Regions from separate parts of the Mus musculus genome. Here region 1 is linked to region 2. A link is a contact called in public Hi-C data. All regions are on one chromosome and are shown on one strand. Each heading gives the region's core, a stretch centred on a gene start, on an enhancer-like site or on the middle of the called end of the contact. The rest is flanking DNA. Distances are from core to core; before and after follow the strand shown.

Region 1 (2,700 bases), core at 15-2,514, 190 kb after region 2:
TGAGAGCCTCCCTCCACCAGGGGGCACTGTGCTCAGAGCCTCCCCTGTTGCCATCCTAGCCCCATGTATTAATCTGGATTATCTTGTTCACAGGCTGGCCCTGGTGAGTGCACCCAGGACTCCTTCCACACTTCATCTCTTGGCTTTGCACCTTTCCTGAGAGAACCACACAATAAATCTTTATTGTTTGATCACTGTTAACATACAAAAGAAAGTCAGAGAAATCCGGGAAGGCGTGAAGAGTGTTTTGTTTTGTTTTTAACTCATCTGTTTAGTGAGGGAGCTCATGACGTTAAAAGGTGTGATCTTTGCTCTCCCATAATACACTCAGGCCACTCAGAAAGACAGTTACACAACACTACAAAGAAGAAAATGATGGCAGACATTAATCCCCACTGGGGAAGTAGGAAGACACGGTGTTTATTGGGCCCTGATAAGTCTTGGGAAATCTCAATGTACATGGTCTAGTTCTGTTGCTTGCTACTGCTGGGAGTTCAGATAAATGATGCTCTTTGAGTCTCAACTCTCTCATCCATAAAATGGGAGATAATTAAATGAATTTCAGAGAGTAGGGAAGATTAACTGTAATAGTTCATAGTACTATAGAGGCTGGTCAATAAGTGATAATACTACTCAACTTACTAACATCATCATTAGTTAACCTCCTGCTAGACCCAGTTCAAAAATTCCTAGCTATTCCACCTTCATCAAATAATTTTTTTTTCCTGCGAGAGGAGAGGTTAGACTAGGGATCCATCAGGAATTCCGAACAAAGCAAGCACGTTAACAGTAAAGCCATCTCCTCATTTAACAGTAAAATTCTCCAAGAGAGGCTAATTCTTCATGCCAATGCCTCCGTTTTCTCATCTGTAAAATGTGATAATAGTAGCAACTTCATAATGATTATTATTAGAATTCACTTATAATGTTAGGAGGTTGAATGACAGATAGGATATTATATAAAGCACTTTAGTATTCCCTAATACAAGGCGACTTCTCAACAACACTGGGATATTTAGTTTAAAATTCTGTGTCATGTGATCTCACCAAGATGGAAAGTTTAGAAAGGCCTGCAACTCTGTACAGATTGCCAGTGCGGTTGTTTCCTAGTATCTCCAGAAAGATCACTAGAGATAATTAGATAAACTTTTAAAGTTTCTACAAAGTAGAATTTGTTGCTGAGACATTTATTCTCTTTAAGGACTACAAAAGACCTCCAGGATAATACTGATGAGAACAAAGCCAAATAAAAAGTAACCAGCGCAGAAAGCCCTCTGCTGGTCATGAGGGGAACTGCAGTCTTGCTGCAGGGTGGCCTTCCATGTGAGCAGAGGACTTCAGCCCCTATTTCTTGATCAGAAAGAAGACCCTGGATCATCTCATCCCTCAGTTTTAGGGTTCCATCCACTGAGACGTCCACCCTCCTGAAAGTCGCAAAGATATTCGGTCTTTTGGCCTGACACAGCATAGCTTAGATGGTGACCATCCTGATGTATATATAGGGAAGCAGCCTCACCCATATCCTCATAGTGTTGTTTGTGTTCAAACAAGACCACTGTGTGAACTGTCTGCGAAACTGTAAACAAACGCTGGTGTCTGAAAGAGACTACGGCAAGAGCAAAGCAGTCAATACATAATAATGCCCTGTTAGAAACAAGTCCAGGGCCCTGGCACCTGCTGGATACAGTCACTCTCAAAAGGCCATATCCTCCTGAACTATGGGACTACTGCTGTCCTGGGGTGACATTTTGGTCACTCCAATCCCCTTGCTTCCCTTAGAATGTGAGAGTCACTGTGGAGGTCTATTGATAGCTTCAGATCTCTAGGTCACTGACCAACTTCTTTTCTCTTTTGTCACTGTTCTGTGTGTGGATAGGTGTCTATGTGTATCTAAAACAATCCACCATAGATAGTGTCTCTATTTTGTCCCTGGAGGTCTGCTCCCTGTAGCCAAGGATTAGGGTCAGAGGGGGCATCTACAGAACACTAAATTTTCTTGACTATATTGTTTAGAGGTTTGTCTTTGTTTTGAAGAAGTCTGGAACCGATGCATATTTAAAACCAGATAGTTCATCTTAATCTAAAGTAGTCCCTACAAAGTTCATTCATGTGACAATAAGTAACCAGGAGTTCCTTGGAGTCATAAGAGTTAGGTCCTCAAAGACAAAGGATTTGGGGATGTTTGCAGCCCCTTGTGTGGTTTCTTTAAATCACGTGTATTTTTTGAAAATGTCCTCACAACTCAACTCTGTAATATCAGCACTCACTCCCCAAGATCGTCTGTCCTGTGGGTACCCTGTGCACAGTCCACAGGTACTCCAAGCTCATCACTGATGGAACCAGGACATTTGGCACCAAGGCCAAGGTTCATTTCCCAAGAATCTCCACGTTAGAGGATGAAAATAGTTTCCTGTTGCCTGCAGTCAGTACCATTGGCCAGTTTTTAAAACTTTATTAAAAAGGACACACTAAGTCAAGGAGAGGTACGGAGAGTTGCTTGCTCCCTTAAAAATTCCAGAGATGAGAATTTCCCATTACAATCATCCGGCGTGTAGCCCTCCTGTGAGTGGTGTGGTTTTATCAACTGGAAATGGAGTCAGTGCTTCAGTAGCAATATCGCGAGGGAGACAGTCTTGCCCCACTTAGCACAAAATGTAGCTAAGATTCTTCTCCTCCTCCTCCCCAGAGCTTGCAACCCTC
Region 2 (2,700 bases), core at 198-2,697:
TGGTACGTCTGGGTAGGGCTATCTATCAAAGCACTGTTACTGTAAGTACAGGTGAGAGAGAAACAAAGCTGTGAACTGACACAAAGTATCCCAATTATACATATGGAGCCAGGCTACAAAAGGAGACATGGGCTTGGATCCTTCATACACCAAAACTCAAGGTAGTCCCAGCAAAGCAGGACAAAGACAATAAGAAGAATGGTAAGCCCTAGAAACCCAGAAAGCTGGGCATAATGAGTTCTAGACTGTTCTTAGACTAGTGGCTAGAAAGCTGTTGTTAGCTCATGTGGGAAAACAAAAACACACAAACAAAAACCAGCCTTTTTACTTACACCATATTCAGCTTGGGTACATTAAAGAAGACAGGGGAGTATCAATCAATAGATATGAAATTCTTGTGCATACCTACGTATGCATCCTGTGAGAAGACTCTAACTAGAAATCAGGAGAGGGCATTGACTGGGTGATAGTCTGTAGTCATAAGGCCTAATCCTTTTTCTTTTAACCAGCGGGTCCAAAGAAGAAGTCTGACTTCAGACTACAGGGTAGTAGTATGGTACCTGATAAGTAAACACCTGGTGTATTGAAGAGTGGCTACAGTGTTGGGAGGTTCTATATATTTTGGGGATTTCTAACTTTCAGAATTCGTAGATTGCACGGAGAACTCAGAGAGCTACCCTGCCTCTACAAAAACTCATAATAAAATAGCAGAGACAGCAACTTCCTGTGTTGTATGTGTTTATGGGTAAATGATTACAGTCACCATTCCACTCAGCTCCAGCAGATCATGCAGCCTGACAACATTGGAGGAATGGTCTGCCCACTAGGGAAGGGATGCTGTGGATGCTGTGGGTGCTGTGGATGCTGTGGATGCTGTGGATGCTGTGGATGCTGTGGATGCTGTAGATTTGGGGGTGGGGCTGTGTGTGCTGTGGATGCTGTGAGTGCTATAGATTCTGTGGGTGCTGTGGATGCTGTGGATGCTGTGTGTGCTGTGAGTGCTGTAGATTCTGTGGGTGCTGTGGATGTTGTGGATGCTGTGGGTGCTGTGTGTGCTGTGAGTGCTTTGGATGCTGTGGATACTGTGGGTGCTGTGGGTGCTGCAGATGCTGTGGGTGCTGTGTGTGCTTTGGATGCTATGGATGCTGTGGGTGCTGTGTGTGCTGTGAGTGCTTTGGATGCTATGGATGCTGTGGGTGCTGCAGATGCTGCAGATGCTGTGGATGCTGTGGATGCCGTGGATGCCGTGGATGCTGTGGGTGCTGCAGATGCTGCAGATGCTGTGGGTGCTGTGGATGCTTAAGAGTTTCCCTGAAGATCCACTCCATTCTGGACTTTTAACATCTCAAACAAAATCAGCTCGTCGGTCCTAGTTTGTTTAAACTCTCTGCAGACAGCTTATAGGTGGGTGTGGGCCCAGACAGATGGGATGCCGCAGAGAGGAAGCTGTGTAAATGCCAAGTGGCCAGGGCTGTGGCCAACCTGGAAGCCTTCCTGCGGGTACTTCTGTTTACTAACCTCCTGTCTTGGCAGCGCCTTTGGTGTGGTCACGTGGCTGCTCCACATGGAGCCGCTTAATTGCTGCCAGTGGATAATCTGACCCTTTGAATCCAGATGGCTGAAATCTCCCTGTCATGGACGTTGATACCCCTTCCTGGGTAAAGCGGCTTCCTTATTACATGGGAATGAGTCCCCTTTAGGTGGACGAGCTGAAGACTGCCGTTGCATAGAAGTCGGGTAAACAAGACACCAAATGTAAAGAGATGAGAAGGTAGAGGTGTTTGCTTAGTGGGCACTGCTGTTCTGCCCCTCTCGTTCCTGTCATTTGAATGTGTTTATTTATAACTCAACATTCAAACTGGTAGCTGAAAGCTTTCAAGTGAAAATGTAGGTCAAGTAATATTATGTGGGATAATGTCAATTGTTTCAGCTTCAGGGAGCAAGTAATTGAACCTTGCTATTTCACTGATGGCTACAGGCCAACACCCACCCTCTTCTCCACAGAGCACTTGGTCCCAGTTTAGCCTCCAATCATTAACTTCGAGATGTCTTTGCAGAAAAGAGGCTGGGTTTAGAACAGAGACTCGGAAGGTTGGCAAAGATGATTCACTTGCTCTGCCTCACCCCTCCTGAAGGCTGGCAAGGTATTGTAGAGAATGCCCTGGATTTCTTCAGCTGGAAAGCAACCTTAGGTTAAGGAGAAAAAGATGAGGAGAGTTGAGAACTTCCCCAAGCCCAGGTACCCCAGCAGGAAGCAATCAGTTCAGTACTCTGGGGCCTGGACATCAAAGCTGTGAAATGACAGAAACCTGCAGTGTCAGCTAGCCAACTGCCTGGGACTCCAACCTGGAGAGGTCAGCTCAGGATAATTAGAGACAATTAGCCATGCGTCTGCTGCTTCAGCACCGGGTTTTATCTTGGAAGCTGGGGATCATAGCCCTTCCACTGAGGCCCTTGGGTCTTTCCTCCTTTCTACTCCTGCACCTTAACACAGGCTTCTGTTCAGCCCCGCCTGCCTCATCTCTCTTTCCGCTACATGATGCTCCTCACACTCTCTGCTCTTCCCACTGGATTGATTTCTCTTTTTGGGTCTCCCCCTACTAAATAAATTTTAATAGCTTTCTTTTCTGCGCCAGTACAGACGGGCTCATGTTCTAACCATACGTATTAAATTAATAAGCACACATTTATTTATCCCAA

Evidence for each region. A called contact is a pair of places that touch in the nucleus more often than the background predicts.
Region 1: a contact with region 2 is called in a Hi-C map of cerebellar granule neurons, with 3 times the contacts expected there. The contact joins two enhancer-like sites. A contact is called at or near these places in 9 of 484 Hi-C or Micro-C datasets (the HL-1 cell line, brain, cardiomyocytes and 3 more) and 5 of 115 datasets of contacts at active chromatin or transcription factors (SST interneurons, embryonic basal ganglia, embryonic forebrain and 2 more).

Annotation. Positions count from the first base shown.
Region 1 is chr9:29,408,132-29,410,831 of GRCm38.p6, forward strand. The region is part of intron 1 of Ntm (neurotrimin); the gene reads right to left. Among named protein-coding and RNA genes, the nearest start is that of Ntm, 3.2 kb to the right of the region's middle. Within about 2 kb of position 1,265, at least 1 of the 459 cell types and tissues checked has an H3K27ac peak or open chromatin away from gene starts, as enhancers often do. A contact at or near this core is called in cerebellar granule neurons, where this site is marked.
Region 2 is chr9:29,219,159-29,221,858 of GRCm38.p6, forward strand. All of the region lies in intron 1 of Ntm (neurotrimin), which reads right to left. Among named protein-coding and RNA genes, the nearest start is that of Gm15520, 190 kb to the left of the region's middle. Within about 2 kb of position 1,448, at least 15 of the 459 cell types and tissues checked have an H3K27ac peak or open chromatin away from gene starts, as enhancers often do. A contact at or near this core is called in cerebellar granule neurons, where this site is marked.